Regions from separate parts of the Mus musculus genome. Here all the other regions are linked to region 3. Evidence: chromatin contacts called from public Hi-C data. All regions are on one chromosome and are shown on one strand. The core of a region is the stretch at or near the end of the contact, and the rest is flanking DNA. Distances in the headings are between cores, read along the strand shown. Region 1 has its middle 120 kb from the start of Mir1952. Region 2 has its middle 26 kb from the start of Mir1952. Region 3 holds the start of Btbd3 (BTB (POZ) domain containing 3).

What was found. A called contact is a pair of places that touch in the nucleus more often than the background predicts.
Region 1: a contact with region 3 is called in a Hi-C map of cerebellar granule neurons, with 2.6 times the contacts expected there. The contact joins the enhancer-like site here to the promoter of Btbd3 in region 3. A contact is called at or near these places in 2 of 484 Hi-C or Micro-C datasets (cerebellar granule neurons and cerebellum) and 1 of 115 datasets of contacts at active chromatin or transcription factors (forebrain).
Region 2: a Hi-C map of cortical neurons shows a contact between it and region 3, with 2.3 times the contacts expected there. The contact joins the enhancer-like site here to the promoter of Btbd3 in region 3. A contact is called at or near these places in 5 of 484 Hi-C or Micro-C datasets (brain, cerebellar granule neurons, cerebellum and 2 more) and 2 of 115 datasets of contacts at active chromatin or transcription factors (embryonic limb bud and forebrain).

What each region holds. Positions count from the first base shown.
Region 1 is chr2:138,936,988-138,941,993 of GRCm38.p6, reverse strand. No RefSeq gene overlaps it. Among named protein-coding and RNA genes, the nearest start is that of Mir1952, 120 kb to the right of the region's middle. Within about 2 kb of position 2,698, at least 2 of the 459 cell types and tissues checked have an H3K27ac peak or open chromatin away from gene starts, as enhancers often do. A contact at or near this core is called in cerebellar granule neurons and cerebellum, where this site is marked.
Region 2 is chr2:138,791,395-138,795,934 of GRCm38.p6, reverse strand. No RefSeq gene overlaps it. Among named protein-coding and RNA genes, the nearest start is that of Mir1952, 26 kb to the left of the region's middle. Within about 2 kb of position 3,079, at least 12 of the 459 cell types and tissues checked have an H3K27ac peak or open chromatin away from gene starts, as enhancers often do. A contact at or near this core is called in cerebellar granule neurons, cortical neurons and ventral hippocampal neurons, where this site is marked.
Region 3 is chr2:138,276,504-138,280,876 of GRCm38.p6, reverse strand. Btbd3 (BTB (POZ) domain containing 3) reads right to left here and starts at 2,384. Exons shown (of 4, transcript NM_145534.2): 1 at 1,620-2,384; 2 at 1,038-1,128; 3 at 386-504. The coding sequence starts at 1,969.

The DNA of each region.
Region 1 (5,006 bases), core at 1,449-3,948, 660 kb before region 3:
TCCAGGCCTCCAAGAACATATCAATGATCAAAGAGCTAATCATTTGCCCAAATTAGAGTGATGCACTTAAAATGCTAATGATTAGATAAATGTTTCCAGCTTTTCATTTAAGAAGCTGCCATTTTAAGATAACCATCATAGCAGCGTAGGGGTAACAATGTATGACTGGATAAGAATGGAAATTTCTGGAACTCCTCATCCCTGAATTTCTCTATTTATTTCATAAAATCAATGTTTATTTTATATATTTCAAAATTTAGATAGTTCTTTTCATTCTTTAAATGAAAAGAGTAATTTGAATTTAGCAACCCATAGTTCTATCGAAATACAATAACTGTAGCCTGATTTTTTTCTCAGTTTCTTTGTCTACTGATAATAAAAAGTTAAACAACAGAGAACTGCATATAAAAACTTGTAGTCATTAAGAATGGTATCTGTATTGAAAACCAATAATTATCAATAAAAATAATAAATAGTAGGAGCCAATATTTGCAATTTATCTGATGTGACAGAGCTCTGAGCTGAGCCACAAGCCACTCTCAGCCATTAATTTACCTGGATTCTCCATTTACTCATTGAAAAAGTGATATTTTTCAGTATGACTTCCAAGGAAAGTCTAGCTTCTAAACCCTGTCCCAAGAAGACACCTTCCTCATAGGCCACATAGTTCCATCTCGTTTTGGTATCTCATTTCTCATTTTCCAGGATGCATTGTTTGTTTGTTGGTTGGTTGGTTTTCTCATCAAAACTCCTTCTACATCCATGATCTCAACTTGTCATTATTATATGTCTTCTTCTTCCACAGTGAATAAAGAGAATTATGACAACTAATAATGCAAACTCAAAGAGCTATGAGGGTTTCATTCTCCTTAGGTCTCCCACTCTTCCTCTCTTCTCTTCGGGATTATCCCCTGGGTTGTCACTAGTGAATGCTTATAGTTTATTTCAGATTGAAAGGCTGTATAGTGGGGATGTGGAAAAGGAACAAAGGTAGCGTGAAGGTGAGGATGGAAAGCCACAGAAGAAAATAGTACAAGTGGTCATGAGCCACTTGTATTAGAGGTGCTTTGGGATGGATTGTTAAGGACAGGGTGTCCATGGGTAGTGCTTTCATCTTTGTATATGAATACATAAACCAACTCTTTCAGAAAGACCTCTATTCTAAGCTGTTTCTTGTAACTAGAAGTACAAGGCCACAAATATGAACCAGGAACTCAGAGAAAAGAGGCTCTTCTGCATTGAATATCTGCATCATAAAGAACAGGAGCAGAAATGTAAGTATGAGCTGTGAATATAATACAAAAAATTACCAAAAACTAACCCCCCCAAAACTGCAGGAGCTGGACGCTTCAGGTCACTGTTTACAGGCTTTATCTATTGCTCAGCCAGTGCTTCTTGGAAACCATCAGTCCGTAGTGTTTACAGGAAAATTAGTTTCTTAAACAGTGTGAGAATATTGGAAGAAATGAACACAAGAAAGAAGCCCAGGTGGCTGGAAACAGGCTCTGAAAGAACAGGAGACTTACAGAATGTTTGATCATGGAATGTATATACAGGTTGTGATTTATTCGTTAATTTGGCTCCTCCCTGAATTGGTTTTCTACCTTGTTTTTTTTATTTTTGATGTTTGTTTGCTTACAATAAGAAGTCTTCTGTCATTTACTCCAACGTACCTTGTTTCTCTCACAAAAGAAAAAGTGCTTCAGAAAAAAAAAAAAGGATCTTAATTTAAGATGAAGGTTAAGAATTTAGAAGTAGTGAGGAACAAACACAGTATTCTGTAATAGATAAGATATGAACACTTACTTATTAATGAAATACTGCTCATGGGAAGGTGCTAAGCTATACTTTTGGCTCCTGAGGAAGAAGAGACAAACCTCAACTCCAGAACCTATACAAGAATTGATTACAACTGTCCATTGGAAAGACTTTAAAAGAAAATGTGTATGGGTGTTTGACCTGCACATCTGTATGTGCACTGCATGGTTTCCTGGTTTCTGCAGAAGTCAAAATAACGTGCCAGATCTCCTAGAATTGGAGTTACAGATGATCATGAGCTGTCATGTAGATGCTCAAATTGAACCCAGGTTCTCTGGAAGAACAGCCATTGCTCTTAACCACCAAGCCATCTCTCAGTTCTACTGTACAGTCTCATTTCCTATAGTCTGTTTCTGATTCTTTTCCTTCTCTTCCCAAACTTGATTAACATTATTTTCTTCCTTTTTAAATTTTTCCTGTCTTTTGTAGATTTAGTTCTACATTTTTAAAGCAAAAATAGCAATGGTAACCTATTCTAGTTGTAAGTGGTCTCTTATAAATAATTAATTGAAAATGTTTTGTAAACTGTAAAATGAAATGCTGTGGTAGGTAGATGCTATTTTCATCATCATTAGATGGCCAAGATGAGTGTGAGCCAAAATTGGACTCAACTGGGAGGCAGAAGTGGAGCTGGATCCAAGGAGTTGCAGATAATAGCCGCAAAGTGGGTTATAGAAACAGATGCACACATTTTAATAATTGCGTGTGATGAAAATTTTCCAATAGCACAACCTGGGAGGCCTCTATTTCTTCTCAAGGTAAACTCTTCATCCTTTAGAAATATTTCACTTATGAGGCATATCCTCAGTTCCTGCTAGGATTTGTCTAGATGTTTCCTAAAACCCTAGTAGAAATTTGGCAGTTTTCTCTTCCTCTTCAGCCAAGCTGAATTGATCCAAAAAAATAGAAGTAGAAAGAGCTGAGTTGTGTGGTTCAGTTTTCCAGGCTTACAAGTTAACTGTTCAGTGGCAGACGAGCACACTGTGCTGGACACAAACATTGGCACAGGGTGGTGGTAGTATGTGTTAAGGTTGTTTGTCTTTCTAATTATCTTTCAAACAGCAGTCTTATCACTGGGTGAACTGACTGAGTTTGTGATGATGGGTTTTTTGTTGTTGTTGTTGTTGTTGTTTTTCCAACCAATGACCTTTTTCTCATGAGCTGTAATGTATGACTTCTGGGGCAGACACTTATTCACCTCACCTGATTGATGATAAACCAAAACAAACAAACAAACAAATAATAAATACCCCCAAGTCTGGCTGAGTGAATCAGTGAGTTTATTGGGGTTACTTGCAGCAGTATGTGGGTGGGTTTACTTACAGAGAATGCGTAACACAAAGAGCTGTATTGCCAAAATCTCACCCAAGCATATCGATGATTGCCAAAGATTTATCCCTGGCACACTCTGAACGATATACGGAGCTCAGTTGTTACACCGGGGCGTCTTTCCTCACCAGCGTATTAATGCTTATATAGCTTTAGGAGCGGGCAGGTGATTCTTGTAATTCTCCGTATCTTTAGAAAATTATTTACTCCCTGAAGCTTGTACACAGCATTTACTTTCTTTGTCTTAATGAGCTTTCCTCTTTCTTCCAGGAAGAAATGTATGAATTCTGAAGAAAGAAAGACATACCAGTCTGTCACCCTGTGCTTTTGTTTTATGGTCCTTCCATAAGCTTTATTTATATACTACAGTATAAGATTTGCTGTTTGTCTTGTGTTGGCAACCTGCTCTTTCTTTGAATGATACTGATGGGTTGGTAGAAGAGGGATCATAGACTTGACTCAAGTGTAATTGTCTCATAAGTAAAAAGACATTTATTTCTGCTTAACAATAAACATGGATTTAGTTGTATTTTTGTTCATGATCTACAGCTCTTTCTGCCTCATGACTCTTGAATCAAAAGACTACAGATATGCACATCTACTTCAAGTTGAATCTTTTTATAGACTTTGATTAGTTTATTTATTTTTGTTTTAATTATTTGTAAAAGAGTCTTGTTAGGTTGTTCTGGAACTCACTATATAGAATAGTGTGGTCTTGAACTTATGATGATTCTTCTGATGTTGTTTTCCTGGTGCTGGGCTTATACACATATATTATCATGCCTGGCTACACTATTTTATTATAACACACTGTATTCCTCTACAATCTCCCTGTATTCACCATCTTGACTTTTTACTTTATACTTACATATTTCAGAAATCTTAGTCTTTAGCCTTCTCACGGTTTTGTAAAAACATTTCAAGGTATTCCATGTATATATTTATGTGAATGGGGTCTATGATAACAAATTTAATACATTAAAATCCATATTTAATAGCAAGAAATTTAATAAAGAAAGTAGGAAAAGCTTCTATTGGAACAAAGTAGTGGTAGTGGCATGGATCTATGAGTGGAATTTTACTACACACACACACATAGGAGATAATATATTTATATTTTTCATATATTTAATTTTGCCAATATCCCCACATTAGCCTCATTATCCTTGTAGTGGAGCTGATAATTTTTTATATAAAACTTTCCAAAATGAAGTATAGGCTGTAATATACCTTCAGAAAATATGACTGTTATATCTTATTTCTGCATGGAGGCATGAATGATTATTGTAATTACCCTTCAGGTCCTAGAAGAAATTGTGCTGTGTCTACAAAGATTCAGGCAAGGCAGAAATTTTCACAATTTGATTTGTGTAAACTCCCTGGGATAATGTTCTTGGGGCTGGGTTACTGAATTATTTGCTTTTCATTTTGCTTTCTCATACAGTCTACAAGTATTCGTTAGTTCTTGCTACATGGTAGGCGCTGTGCCAACAGTCAGGTAAGAGATCAGACCAAAGGAGTTTCAGTTTCATGGCACTAATGTAGTGAGGATCTGACCTTCTGCAAGACTTAATGACTCAACCCTTTATAATTGCTCAGCTGAGCAGAGTAACACAGGAATCAGTTAAGAGGGAAGAAACTCAGCAACATTAAGTCTTTAGCATTACTGGCTATAATTATGCAGATCAGTGCCCTTATAGCAAAGCTTCAACATCAATCCTGCTTTATTCAGTGCTTCCTGCCTAGAACACTTCCATGCATGAACATGGAGACAAGAGAAAGAAGATGCACATTAAGTTCTTAGATACTATCCCCACAGGTAATTGTCTATTATATCATAACCAGACTAGATTTATTCT
Region 2 (4,540 bases), core at 1,830-4,329, 510 kb before region 3:
CAAAAGCTAAACAGAAAATTCTCAACAGAGAAATCTCCAATGGCTGAGAAGCACTTAGAGAAATGGACAACATCATTAGCCATTAGGAAAATGCAAATCAAAATGACTCTATCTTACACCCCTCAGAATGGCTAAGATAAACAACAACAACAACAACAACAACAACAACAACAACAAAACCAACAACAACAAAACCTCATGACAGCACATGCTGGTGAGGATGTATAGAACAAGGAGAACACTCCTCCATTGCTGTAGGGAGTGAAACTTATAGAGCCACTTTGGAAATCAATTTGGCTGTTTCTCAAAAAATTTGGAATAGTTTTACCTCATGATCCAGCTATACCCAGGAAAGCTTTTCCATACCACAAGGACACATGCTTCACTATGTTCATAGCACTTTAGTATAATAGCTAGAAATTGGAAACAACCTGGGTGTTGCACAACTGAAGAATGGATAAAAAAAAATGTACATTTCCATAATGGCATATTACTCAGCTATTAAAAACAGTGACATAATGAAATTGCAGGCAAATCAGTGGAATTAGAAAATGTCATCCTGACTGAGGTAGCACAAACCCTAAAACACAAATATAATATGTACTCACTTATAAATGGATATTAGCCATAAAGTACAGAATAATCATGCTACAATCTCCAGACCCAGTAATAAAGAAGGAAAATGCTTGAATCTCCCTGAGTAAGGGAAACAGAATAGACATTGATGGAAGATATAAGGGCCTGGATGTAGGAGGGGTGGGAAGAAAAACAAGAGGGATCAAGCTCTTATTCTCTTGACCTCTTGCTCTTCCCTTCTTGCCCCCGCTCTGTGCCCTTGCCCCTTCCCTCCCTTCCCCGTTCCCTTCCTCCATCTCTCCAAATGCTCACTGTCAGCCTCTACTTCACTGCTTCTCTCTCTCTCTCTCTCTCTCTCTCTCTCTCTCTCTCTCTCTCTCTCTCTCTGCCTCTACTACCCTCTTAACTCCCCTCCCCATGCCCTGAATAAACTCTATTCTATACTAAAAAAAAAAAGAAGAAGAAGAAGAAGAAGAAGAAGAAGAAGAAGAAGAAGAAGGAGAAGGAGAAGGAGAAGGAGAAGGAGAAGGAGAAGGAGAAGGAGAAGGAGAAGGAGAAGGAGAAGGAGAAGGAGAAGGAGAAGGAGGAGAAGGAGGAGAAGGAGGAGAAGGAGGAGAAGGAGGAGAAGGAGGAGAAGGAGGAGAAGGAGAAGGAGGAGAAGGAGGAGAAGGAGGAGAAGGAGGAGAAGGAGGAGAAGGAGGAGAAGGAGGAGAAGAAGAAGAAGAAGAAGAAGAAGAAGAAGAAGAAGAAGAAGAAGAAGAAGAAGAAGAAGAAGAAGAAGAAGAAGAAGAAAAGAAGAAGAAGAAGAAGAAAGAAAAGGAAAAGAAAGGAGGGATCAAGTTGGTGGAAGACATGGAAGAAAACTGGAAGTGGTCAGAGCTATCTCTGAGTTGAGCTAGAAATGGACAATGGCAACTCCCAGGAATTATGAGGGGGGGCTAGTTAAGCCACTCCTGCCTATAAGATATGCAGCAGTAAAAGATGGAGCAAAAAATTGAGGGAATAGAGACCCGGTGACTGGCCCAGATTGAGACTTACCCCATGGGAGGGAGTCCACCACTGAGACTATTAATGATACTCTGCTATACTTGCAGACAGGCACCTATCATAGCTGTCATCTGCATGGCTTTACCCCACAACTGATGGAAACATATGCTACACCCACAGCCTAACATTAGGCAGAGCTTGGACAATCCTGTGGAGAAGGGGGAGGAAGGATTAAAAGAGCCAGAGAGGTCAAGGACGCCATAAGAAACACTACAAAATCAACTAACATAGACCCATAGATGCCCACAGAGACTGAACTACCAACTAGAGAGCATGCATGGAAGAGACCAAAGCCTTCTGCACATGTGTAACAGTTGTGCAGCTCAGACTTCACTCCTAACGGTAAGAACAAGGGGCTGACACTGGCTCAGTTGCCTGCCTTTGGATTCCTTTCCCCTAACATAGGCAAAGTTGCACCAAGTCCTACTGCAACTTGATATGTCAAGGTAGGTTTATATCTATGTGAGGGCTCCCCTTTACTGAAGAGAAAAGGAGGATGGGGTTAATGAAGGAAGTGAAGGTGAGAGGGAGGAACTGGGAGGAAAGGAAGGATAGGAGGCTGCAAAACAGATATAAAGTAAATACATTAATTAATTAAGAAAACTTTTTACCCATGGATTTTCACCTAAGATAGCATTGGTTTTACATCTCCACATTTAATTAATCCCCTTTCTGAAATCTTTTCTTTATCTTAGTTACAATTCTTATGAGAGCCTGCATCTCATGCCCCCTTTTAACATGGGCATTTTAATATCTGTTTTCAATCAAATTGTCAGTCTCATAAGATTAAGACACGTTTTTCCTAAGGAGACGCAGTAGTTTATTTTATGGTGAGCATATTGTATATGGAATGTCTCATATATTGAATTAAATAAAGAATTTAATAAAGGAAACAAAAAGGCCTAAATGCATTTAGTAGCAGAACATTCACTTGGGTGGACAGAGCAGGTGGAGAGATACACAAATATATTCAAAGCAGAGCTACTGAGGAACACAGTGTACCAGATTAGTTGGCGTGATTTGCTGCCTGGGTGGTAGGTTCAGAGACAAGACCGCCCAGCAATCTGGAGGTAAATTTGGCAAAGAAAGCTGCCCGGAAGCTCTTGGCCTCTCTCACAGCACGCTACTTTGCTGTTACCAAACTCACTCTGATTTTGTTGTTTGACTCTATGCATCAGGTGACAGCATTTCTAACAGGTGTCCTCGTGCTGATATAGAATTGACAAATGGTGGAAAAATAGCAGGCATTTGCTCTGATCCTGATGATAGGGCTGATTTAAGCCCTGGCAGGCTTTTTTTTTTTTTTTTTTTTTTGAGAACCACCTGGCAGTACATTTCAACACACCCACACACAACATTCAGTTAGCATTTAAAGGACTTCCATAAATCACCAGGTTCTCTCAACGGCTACAGAGACAGCTGAATTTTTCTTGGCCATGATGGAACTGTTCATGCCATCTTCTCCCCAACCTTGTCAACAATGCAGAGAGAGTGGCTCCAAACAAAGTAACAGTTTGTGGTTCTATTCTTAAACATTTCTCTGCCATTTGGGGCCATATAAAGGTGTTTGCCACAGTGTTTTAATCATGGTAGAAATTTAGGAGAAATCTACCATTTAGCAGATATGTCAAGCAAGAAATCATTTCTCAGGATGGCCTGCAGACACTCATAATAATAGTGTGCTACCGGTCATATCACCTATGATAATTTGTTTTATCCAAATAGGAATTCTGAATTTACTCAGAGGCATTATGAGACTGTAAATGATTGTAGGAAATAATTGTATGGTTTTTCACATCTAAATAATGATTGTATAATGGAAAGAAAATGATAAAAGAAGGGCATTTGGGAAAGAGATGTTCAAGTTCTATAGTTGGCCTTGACAAAAAGATATATTTAGAAATTCGGAGTGTGTGGGGGGTACATCCTGAGTGTCATACCAGCTGAGATACCCACAATAACTGGCTCCAGTATTATCATGACTTGAAGCCTTAGTTGGTTGTGTGGTATAAATCCTTCTGTTGCAGCCATTTTTAAGCCCCTTCTCCCTGAGTATGAGCTCAAGTAGAGATGTAAGTCTGTCATTGAAGACACTAAGAGTTGAATCAACCCTAGTTCATTACTGGATTTAGACTACCCATTCATCACCTCCTGGAGACAATGGTTGCTACCCAGAAGTGGTTCAGAAGGAACAGTTATCAATAGCCCTGTTCAATAACATAAGACAAAGTCACCAAAGCTAGTAGAAATAGTAGAAAAATGTGCAGTGCCTTATCAAACCTGTTCATGTTCTTTGTGTCCACTTCCTGACATCCATCTCTTATGTAAACTTGAATCTAAGGTCTACACCATTGCCAGACTTTTGGAAAAGAAATAGCCAAGTTATGAAAAATATAAAATATGATAAAAAGTATATATGAAATACTTACTATGACTTGAGCTTTCCAAGTAATTATGAGAAATGTCTTAGTCAGGGTTTCTCTTTCCTGCACAAAACATTCTGACCAAGAAGTAGAGGAGGAAAGGTTTTATTCAGCTTACATTTCCATATTGCTGTTCATCACCAAAGGAAGTCAGGACTGGAACTCATTCAGGTCAGGAAGCAGGAGCTGATGCAGAGGCCATGGAGGGATGTTCTTTACTGGCTTCCTTCCCCTAGCTTGCTCAGCCTGCTCTTGTATAGAAGCCAGGACTACCAGTCCAGGAATGGCACCACCCACAATAGGCCCTCCCACCCTTGATCACTGATTGAGAAAATGCCTCACAGCTGGATCTCATGGTGGCATTTCCTCAAGGGAGGCCCTTTTCCCTGTGATAACTCCAGCTTGTCAAGTTGACACACATAACCATCTAGTACAAGAAGCATGCTGGATATTAGAGAGAGCCATTTTACAGAAAAGGAACCATGGCCCTGAGA
Region 3 (4,373 bases), core at 1,135-3,634:
ACAAGGTACATCACTGCTCTCATTGTGAAGTAAAGGTCTATTTCTCTGAAGCCTCCTTAAAGTGTCCTGCTTTCAGAAGGAGAACATCCCTATTAAACAGTGTTTATTCCAGAAAGCTATTTTTCTTTTAAAATGTCCCTAAAAGCAGCTCACCACGTGAGCTCTTTGCCCCTAGGCTCTAGGCTAAGGAATGGCTCTAACTGCCTGCGACATTCCATAGGACTTCCCCGAGCACAGAAGAGCGGTTCTAAGACCATTTACAAGGCAAGCAGCACCCCCTCTCTTTAGAATCTCTCGCTTACAGGAAACTCAGATCTGACTGAGAGGCCAGCAGAGCAGGAACACAGCACAAGAAACTCTTTCCAAACACACACATCATGCTTACTTCAGCATGGCGAGGAAGGCAGCAGGTTCGACGTCTGGGATTCGGATTTCATCTTTGTCCTCAGCGAGTTCTCCGTAAAACATTGCATGGAACACTGAGCTCCCGACAGCGAGGACGTACTGTGGAGAAAGGGAGAGCTCCCTTCACACACTACACTGAAAGCATTTGCAGAGTCAATCCCCAAAACCACTAGCCACTGAGGGCCGGGGGCACGTAAGGTACATAGCCCACCGTCGTAAACAGCCAGGCTATGGTGCACTGGACAGGGAGCATGAGACTGTCACACAAAGTGGGCTCTCCATCAATATCTCAAAGCTTTGACATTAATATACACCCCCACCCCACTGGGAAATAAATCAAACCATGGGCTCTTTATCGGATTTCTATAGGTACAGTAAACAGAGGACTTTCCAAGCCAGTTACAACATTTCCTAGCCCTGGAGAGTGAGAAGCGCACATTTCTGGGTGATATATACAACCGTGTAGAAGGAAACAAAGACAAAATGAAGTGTGGCCAAAGGTCTATATTCTCTGTAACTGGGCGAACCATGCAGTGGCTGCCGGCGGGCTGCCTGCCCACACCAAGCTCTGTGCTGACAGGGTCCCTCTATGTAAATCTCAGGACTAAACCGGTAATGCAGCTGTTGCTTACTTTGTGTCCTGGCAACCGCTGAGTCCCACCTGGTGGCCCAACCACAAAATGTACGTCTGCCATCAAGTCATTATTGAACATCACCGCATTTCTACAAACAAGAGGCGAGTCATTAATTCACAACAGCCTGTATTCTTAGCAGCCCTTTCCCCAACATGCAAAACTTCAGAGTTAAGCTAAGCAACAACAGCTCAGCGTTCCACTCCCAGCTAAAGAGCATACAAAGGGTCCAGCCACACCACTGCCTGAAACCACTGCAGACACATGGCAAGGAACTCAAGTTTTAAAAGTTAACTAAACTTTTACAGGGCTTAGGACAAATGAAGGGTTTCCTGTCTCTGTGCTCCACAGACACAAAGCTGCTGCTTAAATGTTACAGCTTGCAAAAATATTTTTATCTAAGAGGAAAACAGCTGTACTGCTTTGGAAAAGATACAAGGCAGCTTTCCATTACCAGTAGAGCCTCTGGGGAAGAGGAGCAGGGATTCGTGGTAAACTGCATTACAGTCATGAAAAAGCAGAGACTTCACCACCGGCAAACTTTGAGAGTAAACACGCTAGCCTGCCAGCAAGGGCGCTTACCTTTCTCGGATGGTGGGATAAAGACCCTGCCAGTTGGGGGCCGGGATGAGGTTGTTGTTACAGAGGTTGTGCTGGTGTTGCTGCTGGACAGTGGTGCTGCTGGAGTTGGCTGGCTTCTTACGGGGGAATATATCAGCAGCCATCTTCTTCTTCTTTTTAGTCTTCAAGGTAATTATTTCATAACAAACTGGGGGCAACTTGCTGCTCCCACTGCCAACGCTGCCGCCGCCGCCGCCGCCACCGCTGCTGTTGGCTTTCTTTGAACCTTTTTTGGACCTGTTCTTTACTGTCTCTGGAAGCATCAAGAAGAAGGTGAGACATTTCATGTTCTTTTCTTTATCATCTACCATGAGTACAGGATGTCTCTCTTTAGAGCTAGATCTCGCAAAACTGCTCAAACATCAAGGCAAAGAGGCTAGCCGGAGCTAAGATGTTAACAGAGACCGGCAGGCTGCTTTCTTCCTGCTTTTCCCAGCCAGGCAAGGTGACCTTTTCACTATGTTGAAGAGAAACTGGCTTTAAGTTTTATCCAGGACCGGATCTGTTAAATACATTCCCATCATGATTCCTGGTTTTCTTACTTGCGCATAAAACCAGCCGTTCTCTGGATCACCTGCAAAGCTGAGCAAAGGAGGCAGGCAGAGAGAGAGCTGAGGCGCTTGCTTTCTGAATTAGGTTAGCAAGATGTGGCGAGCCCAGCGAGTCAGTACGGCCGCGGCCGGCCGGTGAAGTTGTGTGGTGAATGGATCGGGAGAGGAGAGTAGGTATTACAGCCCTGCAGACGGAGTCAGACAGCCAGAGCTCCGAGCCAATAGCTGAAGCCACCAATCAGGATTGGATGAAGCCAAACAGTGACACCTATTGTAGCATGCACAGCTCTGATATTAAAGGAGCAGCAGTTACATTCTCTTTTCTACTGTATATTTAATTAAGATAAACAGCAAATGAAAGACATTTGCAAACAGGAAGGGAGGGGTTTATTTCTCTTTAGTACAGGAACATTTTCATTTCAACCAAAACAAGCAAAAGCCATTAACAAAGAATGGGAACACATATGTCTAATCTCTCTTCCTGGCAACAATCTTCCTCCTAGCAGCATTTACTTGCAAGTATTTTGAACAGGATCTCCTAGACTATAAAGCCAAAGGGAACCAACGTACTGAAATTAAACCAAACACATTTAAGCCCAGCCACGGCAGGGGAGGGGAGGGGTCTTTTTTTAGTCTCTGGATGTTTTGCTAAGGCTCTGCATTTAGCTTGCTTCCAATGTTTTCTAGCTCGGCACTGATTTTGGACCTGTGTCCCAGGTCACAAAACACAGTTAATTACGATGAGCTTCCACCAGCACACTTAGCTGTACTCAAGCATAAGGCAGACTGTAGATATGACAATAGCATTCATTCAAATGAGACAACTCTGATAATTAGTGCTTAAACCCTGTGATTCACTGCAGATAAGTCAGATAGGGCACTGCTCAGGATCTCAAAATCCAACTCAACTCTTAAGGCTACATTTAATCTTGTCATACAAATTTTAAAGAATCCGTAAGCTCTAGCACAGCACCAGTAGAAGGGCTATTTAAAATGATCAAAGTCTCCTATTAACTAGTTAAAAGGCAAAAGATCTCTTTGCTTTAGATGAGAATAAGGCTTCCCCGGCAGCTGCCAGTAAAACAGCATCTACTGGAGCTTCATAGTTTGTAAAGGCAGACTAATGACTAGAGTGACTCCCGCCCCATCTATGGGATTACTCGGGTTTGTTCAAAGTAGAGAGGCTATCTGCTGCCTCTGGTCCCTGATCCTTCAGAGTCCTAGCCCTGTGTGCTATGTAACATTCGCCTGCATGGAGACTCCTCAGCAAATGAGAACACTGTTACTATAACTAACAGTATTGCATACCAGAATAAATTTTTAAATCCCCTAGCATCTTAGTCCTAAATCATTCCAAAGGCGTTCCTTTGTATTGTCATTATTTAAAGCCATTTGAAAGCCTCTGCGAGCACAGAGTATGAGACACAGGCAAGGTTACCTATCCCCATTGTTGATGGAACCAAGTTGCTGCTTATTTATGACAATTATTGTATTCTAGACTGCAGGGCTAAGACACTGCACATCAATACCCTTGCAAATCACCTTCAGCTGTACTTTGAGGATAATGTTAGAGATATGATAACCTGTTATATGATAACCTGTTGGAAAGCATCTAGAAGGCCAGGGAGTGAGTAAAGAACTTGTAATACAAGAATGGAAACCAGTGTTTGGATCCCCAGCACAGGAAGGAAGGAAGGAAGGAAGGAAGGAAGGAAGGAAGGAAGGAAGGAAGGAAGGCGAAGCCCAGCCCAGCAGCCTGTACCTATAACCCTAACTCTAGCAGTAGGTAAGGGTTATTAGTAAGGCCTTGGTAGCCAGTTAGCCTTAGCTCATTGGTGAGCTACAGATAAATGAATAGACTTTGTCTCAAAAAATAACAGAGAGCAGTGGAAGGTCAACCTCTGCCTCCCACCACACACACACACAAACTCGTGCACGTCTATATACATTACATATATACATCACACACCACACAAACATACAGATACAAACATCCACACCCACTACACTCACATATCACACCACATACAAACATCCCACATATCATACACATAACACACAAACACCTATGCCCAACATACACACACACTCTCATAGAGAGACAGGCAGGCAGGCAGACAGACAGACAGACAGACTCTCACTCACCCGCACAGAACACCGAGGA